Linked DNA regions of Sus scrofa: region 1 is linked to region 2. A link is a contact called in public promoter capture Hi-C data. All regions are on one chromosome and are shown on one strand. Each heading gives the region's core, a stretch centred on a gene start, on an enhancer-like site or on the middle of the called end of the contact. The rest is flanking DNA. Distances are from core to core; before and after follow the strand shown. Region 1 holds the start of CCNI (cyclin-I). Region 2 holds the start of SEPT11 (septin-11).

Evidence for each region. Promoter capture Hi-C pulls out the DNA fragments that hold promoters and counts their contacts.
Region 1: a promoter capture Hi-C map of liver shows a contact between it and region 2, with 2.6 times the contacts expected there. The contact joins the promoter of CCNI here to the promoter of SEPT11 in region 2. A contact is called at or near these places in 1 of 5 promoter capture datasets (liver) and 1 of 47 Hi-C or Micro-C datasets (embryonic fibroblasts).

Annotation. Positions count from the first base shown.
Region 1 is chr8:72,717,654-72,723,868 of Sscrofa11.1, reverse strand. It overlaps CCNI (cyclin-I), which reads left to right and starts at 4,562. Exons shown (of 7, transcript XM_003129097.6): 1 at 4,562-5,365.
Region 2 is chr8:72,541,767-72,547,848 of Sscrofa11.1, reverse strand. It overlaps SEPT11 (septin-11), which reads right to left and starts at 4,208. Exons shown (of 11, transcript XM_021101474.1): 1 at 4,095-4,208. SOWAHB (ankyrin repeat domain-containing protein SOWAHB) reads left to right here and starts at 4,533. Exons shown (of 1, transcript XM_005666780.3): 1 at 4,533-6,082. The coding sequence starts at 4,614.

The DNA of each region.
Region 1 (6,215 bases), core at 3,313-5,812, 180 kb before region 2:
AGATAGCAAACCACTTTGTTCATCAACCTGATCCCCCTTAAGCAGTCCAAAGACTTCTGAAGGGGTCTCACTACATTGCATTTCAGAACAGAGCTTTTAGTCTGAGAGCACATAGCTTCTCAGCTTCCTCCTTACTCTACCACTCTGCATTTGAAGCAAGGCGTGTTTATATTTCAAGATTCAGTATTCCAGTCATGAGATAAAACAAGTGTAAGAAAATTTTAATGACCGGTTTTCAAGAAAAAATCAACTCTCCAGAAATACAAATATGAACTACTCACTAAAAATTTTCTTTGGAATATTTGTCCTAAGATTAAAGGCAAGCCAAAAATAACCACAGGGTGAGTATTTTGGTTCAAAGACTGTAGTGCAAGCCAGAAATACCCACAGGGTTAGACAGTAAAGGGTAGTGACTAAAAACACATCTCTAGAGCAACACCAGGTGGGTTTGAATCCTGGCTGTGCCCCTCTGGGCTGTGTGATCAGCCTTGAGGATTTACTTTACCTCTTTATCTTCTGGAAAATGGAGATGACAAAAACACCTACAGTAGAGGAATGCTATAGGAACAAACACAAGAGAAAGCGATAAAAGTGCTCAGTGCAATGCATGGTACACAGTGAGTAGTCAATAAATTTAAGTTTTTTTTAGTCCCAAATACCATGAGAAAGGTAGTTTATTTTTCATTTATTGGTCTTTTTGCCTTTTCTAGGGCCGCTCCCTTGGCATATGGAGGTTCCCAGGCTAGGGGTCCACTCGGAGCTGTAGCCACCGGCCTACGCCACAGCCACAGCAACGCGGGATCCGAGCCGCATCTGCAACCTACACCACAGCTAATGGCAACGCTGGATCCTTAACCCACTGAGCAAGGCCAGGGATCGAACCCGCAACCTCATGGTTCCTAGTCTGATTCGTTAACCACTGAGCCACTATGGGAACTCCTGAAAGGTACTTTATTTTTAGTATATAGGACAAAATATTCCTAAAATATATTTTTAAAATGAAAAAATATGAATTCCTTACCAACACAGGGATATTAATATTTTCTTTAATGCCTTCTTTATTGTCTCAGGGAATTGCAAAGACTTTCTATTTGCTACAACTAAAACAACTCATTTTTTAAAAAATAATATTCCATTTATAAAAAGATGTTGATTAAAAGTAAGGTCTTTTGGAGTTCCCCTTGTGGTGCAACGGAAACGAATCCGACTAGTAACCATGAAGTTTCTAGTTCGATCCCTGGCCTTGCTCAGTGGGTTAAGGATCCAGTGTTGCTGTGAGCTGTGGTGTAGGTTGCAGACGCGGCTTGGATCCCGTGTTGCTGTGGCTGTGGCGTAGGCCTGTAGCTGTAGCTCCAATTAGACCCCTAGCCTGGGCAACTCCATATGCTGCAGGAGCAGCCCTAAAAAACAACAAAAAAGGAAGATCTTTCCAGTGAATGGTGAAAAAGAATATCCATATTTTTGGTTAGGATAACTGGAACAGTTCCTTATCCACCTATTAATTACTTGTACTTATATTTATAGTATTCTAGACTAAATTGCCACTGGCGATCTCATGGGCAGTAAGAGTTTTAATAAAACTAAGTTTCAAAAAGGGTAAGTATGTACGTATGTAATGGAGAGTTTTTTTGTTTTTTTTTTTTTTTTTTTTTTTTTGACTTTCAGCGTCACCTGTTGTATCAAAAATTGCCCTTGTCCCTGTCCTTGACCACTTGGGCCTCTGTTCTCCCACTTCAGAGATCCTGGCTAGCCGAGGTAGCATTCAGGCGAGGCCCCTGGGAGCAGATGCTGAAACCAGCTATTTAGGCAACCCTTCACCATCTCTGTCGAGGAGAGTCCTGGGTTGGAGAACCACAAGACATTGTAGCTGCCATACTTGGGGGTGGTATCCCCTGGACTGGTTGGTGCCTGTAATGGAGAGCTCTTAAAAACTCTTGGTTATATTTTAATTGATTCAAATCCTCTGCCAAGCAATTTGGAAAATTGGTATTTATCAAACACCATAAAAATGTAAATGCTCTTGCACCCAGGAATAACCCAGAAAATGTTACACAGGAAGTTATTAATTGTATTATTTTTGTTTTTTCTTTCATTTTTTTGGTAATAGCTTTATTGAGATCTTACATCTCATGCAATTCATCTTTTAAATGTGCACACTTCAATTGTTTTTAGTATAGAGTTTACAACCATCACAATTAACTGTAAAATATTTTCATCAAAAAGAAACCCCAAAACTCTTACCTACTACTCTCCAACCCTTTCTCCGTCTTTGGTCTTAAGCAACCACTAACCTACTTTCTATAGATTTGCCTATTCTGAACATTTCATATAAATGGAATCATTATGCTAAGTGAAGGAAGCCAGCCACAAAAGACTGCAATTGTTTTCAAGGGTCATCCATGTTACACCATATATCAATACCTCCTTATTACGGCCAAATAACATTCCGTTGTGTAGATATGCCACATTTGACTTATGCATTCATCAGTTGGTGGATATTTGTGTTGTTTCGTCTTTTTCCCCATTATGAATAATGCTGTTGTGAAGATTCAAGTACAAGTTTCTGCATGGACATGTTCACATTTCGCTTGACTATATATCTGGGAATGGAATTGGTATGATTTCTCCCTTCCTTCCTTCCTTCCTTTCTTTCTCCTTCTAAATGGCCTCACAGCGTATGGAAGTTCCCAGGCCAGGGGTTTAATCAGAGCTGCAGCAACCCACCGTGCTGGGCCAGGGATTGAACCTGCACCTCCACAATGACTGGAGCAGCTGCAGATGGATTCTTAACCCATCTGGCCACAACAGGAACTCCAGTATGAGTCTTTTTTTTTTTTTTTTCTCTTTATTAAAGTGTAGTTGATTTACAATGTTGTGCCCCAGTATGATTCTCATAGTAAGTGAAAACCAGAAGTAATTTCATGGTCCAACAATGAATGGTATTATGCAGAAAAATGTTGCCTATATAGAAGGAAGACCATATAGCAATAAAGGTCATTTAAGAAAAAGCTACATGAAGTGGAAAAAAAAGCAAAATATGACCCACTTAAAACCCTTCCTGGGCTTCCCTTCCCTATTCTGTTTTAGGGACCTGTCCCCTGCCCCTGGTCTCACTTCTCTCCCCCTGAATTCTCTGAGGACCTGCTATATAAACTTTCAGAGATTTTTACAATGTCTCAGCTCTAGAGCCTTTGCAAGGTTGTTTCCTCTTGTATATCACTCTTTCCCCACTTCTTTGCCCAGTGGTTTCAAGTCTCATCTTAAATGTCTCTTCCTCACAGAACTTCTCTGATATCCCTAACTAGACTGGGAGTAAATGTTTCCATAGCAGCCTGCATCTTAATACATTTGATACTGGTAATTGTTTATTCAGTCAGTAATCAAATATTGAAAACCTTTTACATGCAGGAATACTGGGTGAAATAAAACATGTAAGATCTCTGCCAACCTAGACCGTATATTCTAGGGAGAGAATACAATGTTCAAGTAAGCAGATCAATGTACTGGGTGATTTTACATAGTGATAATTAGCTCAAGGGTTACTTTTGGTGTTTGAATTGTAAACTCTAGGAAGGTAGAAGCCATTTCTTAGTTATTTAGTTGCTAGAGCTTAGCACCTGGTCTGGCTCTATGAATAAGCTCAAAACAAATTTAAGACTGCTAAAACAGGCATATAACAGAGATGGAAAACACAAACATGACAACTTCTGTAAAAGGTTGAGTTTGAGGGGTTTTTTTTTCTTACAAAACTTTCTGTAATTTTACATATTCTTTTAATAACCAAAATAATTAAAAGATGAGCAAATGGCCAAAAAAAAAAAAAAGTCCCATTTTGGCATTCCCTGGTGGCTCAGTGGGTTAAGGATTCGGAGTTGTCACTGCTGTGGCACAGGTTTGATTCCTGTCCAGTGAAGGAACCCCAAATAAAACACTTATGTCACCAGACAGTCTTTAAAGACCTGGTAATAAAACCTACTCTGAAATACTCAGCCGTGTCAGTTAAGTAGACAGAATTCCCTTGGCACGTTACCAAGAAGGTACCCATGGCTGCCAGCAGTATCATTTCGTTTTAAAAGAGGTGTTTACTATTTACCCCTTAACTTCCCGATTTCTAATGCGCTTTAGAATCTCCCTCCACCCACGACGTGGCAGCGGAAAAAACCCGCAATTCTATTTACACGTCAATTGCAAGAAGAGAACAAGGAACTTTTCGCGAGGGCAACAAAGAATGCATGATCCTTACACAACAGACGTCAACCTTTTCCCAATTAACCCTTTTACAAACCCTAGACAAAGATAGGCTGGATCAAAAACAAAAACACCCCAAAACCCCACAAAAAAAAACACCCCAAAAAACAAAGAAAAAAACCAGGTAGCGCTTCGCTCGGCCAGAAAAGCATCCACAGAACCCAACCCCCCCAAACGGAGCGCTCCGTCGCGTCTTTCTTCTTCGGCGCGCATGCGCAGATTGCTCTCCGGCCACCTCACGCCTCTTTCTAAGAGCCAAGGAGGCACTTACGTCACCGTGAGGTCGAAGAGGAGCCCTTCCGCTCCTCCACGGAAAATGAGTCCATGCACCTTTAGCTTTTCTTAGCCCACAAAAAGCCTTCCCTTCTCCCACCCCGGTGCCAACGACTTCTCCAGCCCATTTCCAACAGTCCAGCTTTTTTCCAGACCTCTCCGTGCTTTCGTTGGACGGAGAAGGCACAAGAGAGGAAAAAAAGGGGAAACCAATTCACTCTTGTTTACAAGGAGTGAGCAAGTCTAGGGATCGGTCCGCGAGGGCGGAGCCGAGGGAGCCGGCGCTTCTTCATCCTTTCCCCTCCCTCCCCTGCCTTCCCCGCGAGCGGACGCGGCAGCGCCTCTGTCTCGCTTTTTCTTATTTTCCCCCCCTTTTCCCCTTCCTTTTTTTTTTTTTTTTTTTTCTTTTTCCTCCCCTTCCCCCCTTTCACCATTTCCCCTCGGAGGTGCTTCCCCCGGGCAGGGGCAGAGCCGGTCTCACCCCCCGCCTCTCCCCGGCCCCCGCCGCCCTATGGCGAGAGGGAACCCCCTCCCCACCCGGGCACAAGCGGCGGTTGGAGGAGCGGGACCCGCGGCGGCGGCTTCAGGTCCGGGGGCGTCATGGAACTAATTCGCTGACCGACCCACCGGCCGCAGCCGTGCGTCCCGCTCGAGCGCCAGCGCCCTCCGGCCCAATTCCCCCTCTTCTCCCTCCTCAGTCGGCCCGGTCCTCGTCACGCGCGCCCCGCCGCCGCGCGCTGAGAAAAATGAGGTGGTAACGGGCCCCCGGATGACCCCGCGTCACCACTGTGAGGCCTACAGCTCTGCCGGGGAGGAGGAGGAGGAGGAGGAAGAGGAGGAGAAGGTGAGGGGGCGGGGGCGGGGGGCTCGACGCGTCCCCGCGACCCCTGTGCGCGCGCCTTCCCCTGTTCCGCGTCGCCGCGCTCCCCACCTCGCCACCCCAGAAACCTTTCGGACGCCCGCCTGGTCAACTCGGCCCCTTCCCAGTTTGGAAAGGGCTCCGCTGGTTTCCCCTTTCGGGCCTTTTTTTTGTGTGTCTGCAAGTAACTTTTTTGTAGCACCAGCAAATTGCCTACTAGTGAGAGTTCTAGGCTCCGGAGCCCGTGGGATGCACAAAGACGGGGACACACCCCCACCCTTAGACCTCGGTGCTCGGGCGGGAGTGAGGGGAAGATGCTTTATAGTGCAGAGCCGGGGGCAGGCCAGATGAATGGGGTGACCCGCCAGCGCGGCGGGAGCTTGTGGGAGAGGGACGTTACCTAGGGTTTGCGTGGGTTCGGGCATCTGGAGAGGTGAGCTTTGAGTTACACCCCGAAGGGCATAAGAACACTCCAAAATTGAAAAGAAGGCCCTCTGCCGAGCCAGGGGTTCCACTGCAGATCATTTTGGCAGGAGTTGAGAATTGAGTAGCAAAATAGTGGAAGGTATCTCTTCCGAGGGCGGATGGAATGTGAAGCTCTTTGAATGTCAGACCAAGGTATTCAGCTTTTATTCTGTCACTGGGAGCCATCAGCGTTTGAGCTGCAGCAGTGTGACATGATGATAACCCTTGGAGGGGCTCATCGGACAGGCATCATTCTGAGTGGCTTGCAACCTATTGAATCTTCACAAGAGCAGATAGTTGAGCGTTTTTACAGATGAGGGAAACTGAGGCTAGGCTTCATAAGATTGACTTTCCCATTAGGTGACTGCTG
Region 2 (6,082 bases), core at 2,959-5,458:
CCATGCTTCTGAAACTGCTCCAGACCTGGCTCCAGAGATCTAACAGGCTCTGGTCACATTTCGCTTCTTAGCTAACTTGGCATCAACTCTAGAAAGCTTCCCTCTGTGCTTCTGTGCTACTATGCACAGGGGTGTTCCTCTCCCCCTGTAGCCACTTCTAAATCTCCTAATGGGTCTCTTTTCCTCTTTCTCTTTGGTAAAAGTGGATTCACTCTCTACCCCCATTCCTTCCCACCACCAGCATATCTCTTTCTAAGCAATTTTATCGTCAGTGGTGGCTTAAAGGAACATTCATATAAACTAAGGTCATACATTCTTCGAGCCTCCAACCTATATGGTCAACTGGCTTCTAGACATTCCTGTTGTTATGGCCTGAAGGCCCCTCAAACTCACTGTGTTCCATACTCACGTGATCATCTTTCCTAGTTCCCAAACTGACTCTTCGTTCTATATTTACTATCCTTGAACATGGCAAGGACCACTTGGCCAGCAACTCAGGCCAAAGGCACGAGAGAAGCCAGCTTGTTCCTCACCTCCAGACTCCTCTGGCTCCAAATTCCACTGACTTGGCCCCCTCTTTCTCCAATCCATCCACTTGCCTCCTTTTCTCTGACTCTGCTGGACTTTTTTGGCTCCCGTTTTTCTGGATCATCTCAGTAATTTCTGGGCTCTTCTTCCTGCTGGCCGTCCTCTCCTTCCTCCAACCTAAAGATTCGATATTTTTTCTTTGTCACTGTTATCCACTTATGTCTTTTTTTCCTTTATTGTCTTTTTCAAACTAAGAAGGAATACACTTAGTGTAAAACAGCCAATCGTTTATAAGGCTGTAAAGAAAAAGTTAAATTTATCCTGATCCAGACCTCAAACCTTACTCCCAAATGCATGCTTTTCCTAAAAATAGGATTTTATTGAACAGGATGTATTGCTTCTACTTTAAGAGGCACCCCCCCCCCATATTTTAAGATCTCTGAAGTCAACTGTATCATATAATCAATGGTGTCTTAGATTTGGTTAAATAAATTATTGTTCTGCAATGTGCTATTTTTATTTGTTAATATGGGTCATGCTCCAAACCAGCTCTTACTTCTGGGGTGATCTTTCTAAAGTACAAAGTTAGTCAGGTCATTGCCCTCCTGCCCAAAATTCTTCAAAGTCTCCCCTGCCACCCCCACCTCCATCCCCTTCATCTTCTGACTCCCTCCTACTTCAGCAAGTCTTATTTCTAGCACATCCACACACATTCTCTTCCGTAAAGCCTATTTGCACTTAGTTCCCCAAATATGCTCTGCTGAGCCAGTTCTTGGTGCTTTTGCACCGAAGTTTCCTTGGCCTCTTCATCACCTTTTCTTCTCCAAATTGCCTCTTATTGGAAAATTGTCCTGATCCCCTGCAGCTGAGCCTGGGGCCTGCCTTATGTGATGCCTCTCCATTTCTCTAGCATCTGGCACACGTCTTTGTTAAATCACTTAACATACAGGTTGTAGCCATGTGTCTTATTTATTCCTCCCAATAAGTAGTGAGTTCTTGAGCATGTGTTCTTTTTTTTTTTTTTTAGGCCGGGGTGGAATCGGAGCTGCAGCCATTGGCCCACACCACAGCCACAGCAACGTGGGATCTGAGTGGGGTCTGCAGCCCATACCACAGCTCACAGCAACGCCAGATCCTCAACCCACTGAATGAAGCTAGGGATTGAACCCTCATAGATCTTAGTCGGGTTCGTTAACCACTGAGCCACGAAGGGAACTCCAGGGCATGCATTCTTTTTTTTTTTTTTTTTTTTGGTCTTTTTAGGGCCTCACCCATGGCATACAGAGGTTCCCAGGCTAGGGGTTGAATCAGAGCTTCAGCCTCTGGCCTACACCACAGCCAGAGCAATGCCAGATCCAAGCCATGTCTGCGACCTACACCACAGCTCACGGCAACGCCGGATCCCTCACCCACTGAGTGAGGCCAGGGATCAAACCTGGAACCTCATGGTTCATAGTTGGATTCGTTTCCCCTGCGCCACGACGGGAACTCCAGAGCATGCATTCTTTATACTCATTTTCAGCAGTGCCAGGGCAATATGGGTGTCCTATAAATATTTCTGGAAATAAACGAACTGTATATGAGAGAAGCAGGAAAATGTTCCTTAAGATAAGGTAAAGAGCATCCCAATTATCTCTCACCTTAACCTGGGAAGAGAGAGAAAAAGAAGGTCTGGATGCCAACCCCCCTGGGTACCCAGAAAGCTAAAGCAAGGGGTTATCTCCCCTTTTTCTACTTTCCACTCCTCCAGACCTACTAATTCCACCTTCCACTAAAGATAAGCTGATATCAACAACCGTGGCCTTAATGACCCCTTCCTGTCTTTCTAGTCCTAAGTGCTTCAAGTTCAAACCCATCTTCACCTTCTCTTGCTGCAAAGTCCCTGATCTCATAACCAGAGTTTTGAAAAGTACCAAAGGGGGCTTTTTTCCACTTGACACTCCACAGTGCCCACTTGAGCTGTCCATTGGGTCGCCCTCCTGCCCCAGGTGGGGACACATCTGGCAGCCCATCAAGATGCCACCAGGAAATAAACACAAAAGGACACTCAAGTTTTATATGAAACCTTTATTTTAATGACTCTCCTTAAGGCTCAAAGTTAATGTAGAGGCCTCAGTGGAAAACATTTACCACCACCTCCCTGTAACCCAGTCTTGGGTTTGGATTCTAGAAAATGCCAAAGGTAGACAAAAATGTTTCCCAGTTCTTTCTGACCTAGATAATTTAAAACCAAGAATTCCAATTCATTCATGGAAAAGTACCAGAGTACTGTTGGGGACATAAAACAAAGCTCAGCTAATGTGGTCTACATGGCAGTCAGTAAAACTGGCTTATGCTAACACATGTTGACAATTAAGGGGCCAACATACTTTTAACACCACCACCCCTGACTTGGCCCAAAGGACAAGGAGTCATGAAACAATCAGAAGTAGCAAAGCCGAAGAAGGAAAAGGGGAAAGACAGAGGCAGTACATGAAGGAAGACTGGCCATGACAAGGCAGGAGAAAAGAGACACCTTGTAATTGGAAATGTAGCTGACCGAAGATTCCAAAAAATAAGCATATTTGCTGTCACAGTTTGGGCTGAAGATAAACAACCAATCAGAACTGAAAGAAATAGGAAGGCTTAAATTTAAAAAAAAAAAAAAAAAAAAAAAAAAAGAATGGGACAGGGCATGGAGCCAGACAGGTGAGTAGATAAAAGAAGAGTATTTTGGGCATGTAGATAGGACTGATAAAGACACAGGATAAGAACAGAAGGAGTATTACGGGACAGGTGGGATCCACATGTGGACAAATAAAATGAAGGGGGGAAAGCAGCTGTTAAGAAAAGTGCTGTGATTCCACCAGTCTGGAAGAAGCCAGTGTCTTGAAATTAGAGTTTTTCAAGCTCTAATCTACAACTGAACTTGAAATTAGGAAGTTCTCAGCCCCTCAGTGAGTCAAGCAGACTTTCTAAGGTGGGTAGCAAATCAAGCTAGCCTGTGATGCTTAACACCCTGAGCCTGTGTTGGAAACCTTACATTCGGAGGACAACAACTTCACCGCTTAATGCCAACACAAAAGAGACTGGACAAACCTCTATTGTGCACTAATTTTGGAGTAAATAAAAACAGAGCAACACTAAGCAACAAATACCATAACTGTCCAGACATAAGACTTGTTCATTTCCGCTGCTCCGGAATTCAACCATCATGATGTTTCTGGCACCTTAACGTAACCTTCAGAGTGTTATTTCAGCACAGACTTCAACGGTGTATTTGAACCCTTAGGAGCCAGTGTCTGGAGGAGCCGCCCCAGCAGTATCTCCAGATCGAGATAGGTTTGTTTGGGATGCAACAGTTTCCTCGACCTCGGCACCGCCTCGGGGAATCTGAAATGACTACCCTACAGCGTTAATAAAGATACGTTTTGGAGAGACCGCAGGGTGCTGGCTAATGTGCTCCTTTTTCCCCACCCATCGACTTCAGCCACGACCTACGCAGCGCAAGGAGAGGCCAGGAACAGATCTTCTATTGTTTTCGTTTCCTACGTGGCCGAGACCCGAAGGAACCGCGAGTCGCCTACCTGCTTTCCATTCCCCGGGCGGGGAGCAGCTGCGTGGCCCACAGAGCTGTTGGTTGTCGGCTCGCGCTCGCCGCCGACCTCACCTTACAGCGCTCTCCCGGCTCGGACCAGCCTGACTCATCTGGGATGGGTGGCAGGGGTGGGGGAGACCTCGGAGGGCGGAGGGACGAGAGGAGGCGGGCCGGGCCCTTCCCCCAAAGCCGGGCAGGAGGCGTCGCCAGGGCGCAGGTGAAACCGACTCCGACCTATCCCTGCAACTTTCGCCGCCTGGGACTCGCTGCAAGAGGAGCGCGTCGCGCAGGGGCGGCCTGGGAGCCGCCCTCTCCCCCGGCCTCTCTCCGGGGGACCCGCAGCCCTCCTGGCACGTTCGGGGGCTGCAGGCAGGCCGCGGCTGATGGAGGAGCCTGGCGCCGCCCCGGGCGCAGGTGACACACGCCAGGCCAGGGTTTCGGCTGGCGGGGGAGACCTCAGCGAGAGCGAGACGCAGACACTCCGGGGCCAGGTGACCACAGGGCAGCTATGGCCCGAGAGTTGAGCCAGGAGGCACTACTGGACTTTCTGTGCCAAGCCGGGGGCCGAGTGACCAATGCCGCCTTGCTGAGCCACTTCAAGCACTTCCTCCGAGACCCCGACGCGCCCCCCGGCCAGCACCAGCGCCGCCGCGAGCTTTTCAAGGGCTTCGTTAACTCGGTCGCCGCAGTGCGCCAGGACCCCGACGGCACCAAGTACGTGGTGCTCAAGAGGAGGTACAGGGACCTTTTGGGGGAGGAGGGGCTGCAGCGACCCAGCGACCCGCCCGCGACCGCCGCCCCTGCAGGGGGAGCTGCGCCCCGCTGCCCACTCCCCGCCTGCCCGGGGGAGTCGCTGCCTCCGCAGCAGCCCCGGCGGCGGCGGCGCGAGAAGGAGCCAGAGGAGGAGCCAGCAGGTGCCGCAGCCGCAGCCGCGGTTCCCGCTGCGGGGTGCAATGGATTCCCCGCCAGCGGCGTCCGGGAGGCGCCCCGAGGAGGCGGGGGGCGGAGGGGCAGCTCTGGCCCCCAGGAGCGGGTGCCGGCGGCTGTGGCTGCGGCTGCCCAGGCCCGAGCGAGGTGCGCGGCGGCCGAGACGCAGGGCCGCTGCTGCTGGGAATGCCTCCAGAACGGCCTGGGGGGACTCCCAGGCCAGCCGCTGCCTGCCGCACTCCCTGACCCCGCCACTACCACTGTCACCGCCTGCGCCGGGGAGGAGACAGCGCAGGCTCCGCCAGCCCAGGACGACCGCCGGGCTCCCAGGCCGCAGCGGGAAGGTGCGCCCGCGGAGCCCCCGCCTGTGCCCGCCGCGTCCCGCTCGCGTTCTACAACCGTCGAGGCTGCCGAGAGCTGGGCTTTGTCGCCTTCTCTCCTGTCCTGCTCTCCTGCCCCCGGAGATCCTCCAGAGCTGGTGACTCGCGGCCCTCTGCTTTATTCAACCCTGCAGCAGCAGCAGCAGCGCACTCGAGAGTGGGTGGCGAGACACCCCCAGATACCTGAGGCCCGGGACCGAGGCCCCATCCGAGCCTGGTCGGTGCTCCCCGACGACTTCCCCCGGCTACCCCCAGAGCCAGGCTTCTGGGTCCCCGAATCTAAGTCAGCAACACCCGAACCCCCTCTTTCCTCTCATTCTGTTTTGCCTGCTGGTTCGGAATCCTGGCCCGGGAATTCGCCACTGGCGGTCTTTCGGAGCATTCGTTGTCAGTTGTCCCTACAAGATCTGGAGGACTTCGTAGACCAGGAGAGCCATGGTAGTGAAGAGAGCAGCAGTGGCCCCAAAGAGTCCCCTGGGCGTTCTGACGAAGAGCTGCATCTTGCCCCAGGAGCCCCAGATGGAAGAAGGCTCAGGAATACAGCTGGGGACCCCTCTCCAAAGAAGGGCAGCCCCAACGGCAGCTCCCAGGGTCTAGGCAACGCAGGGGATGGCCATACCTCTCAGCCCCTTCCTGTAGGAGCTGATGGCCTTGAAGGCCACCCGCAGCA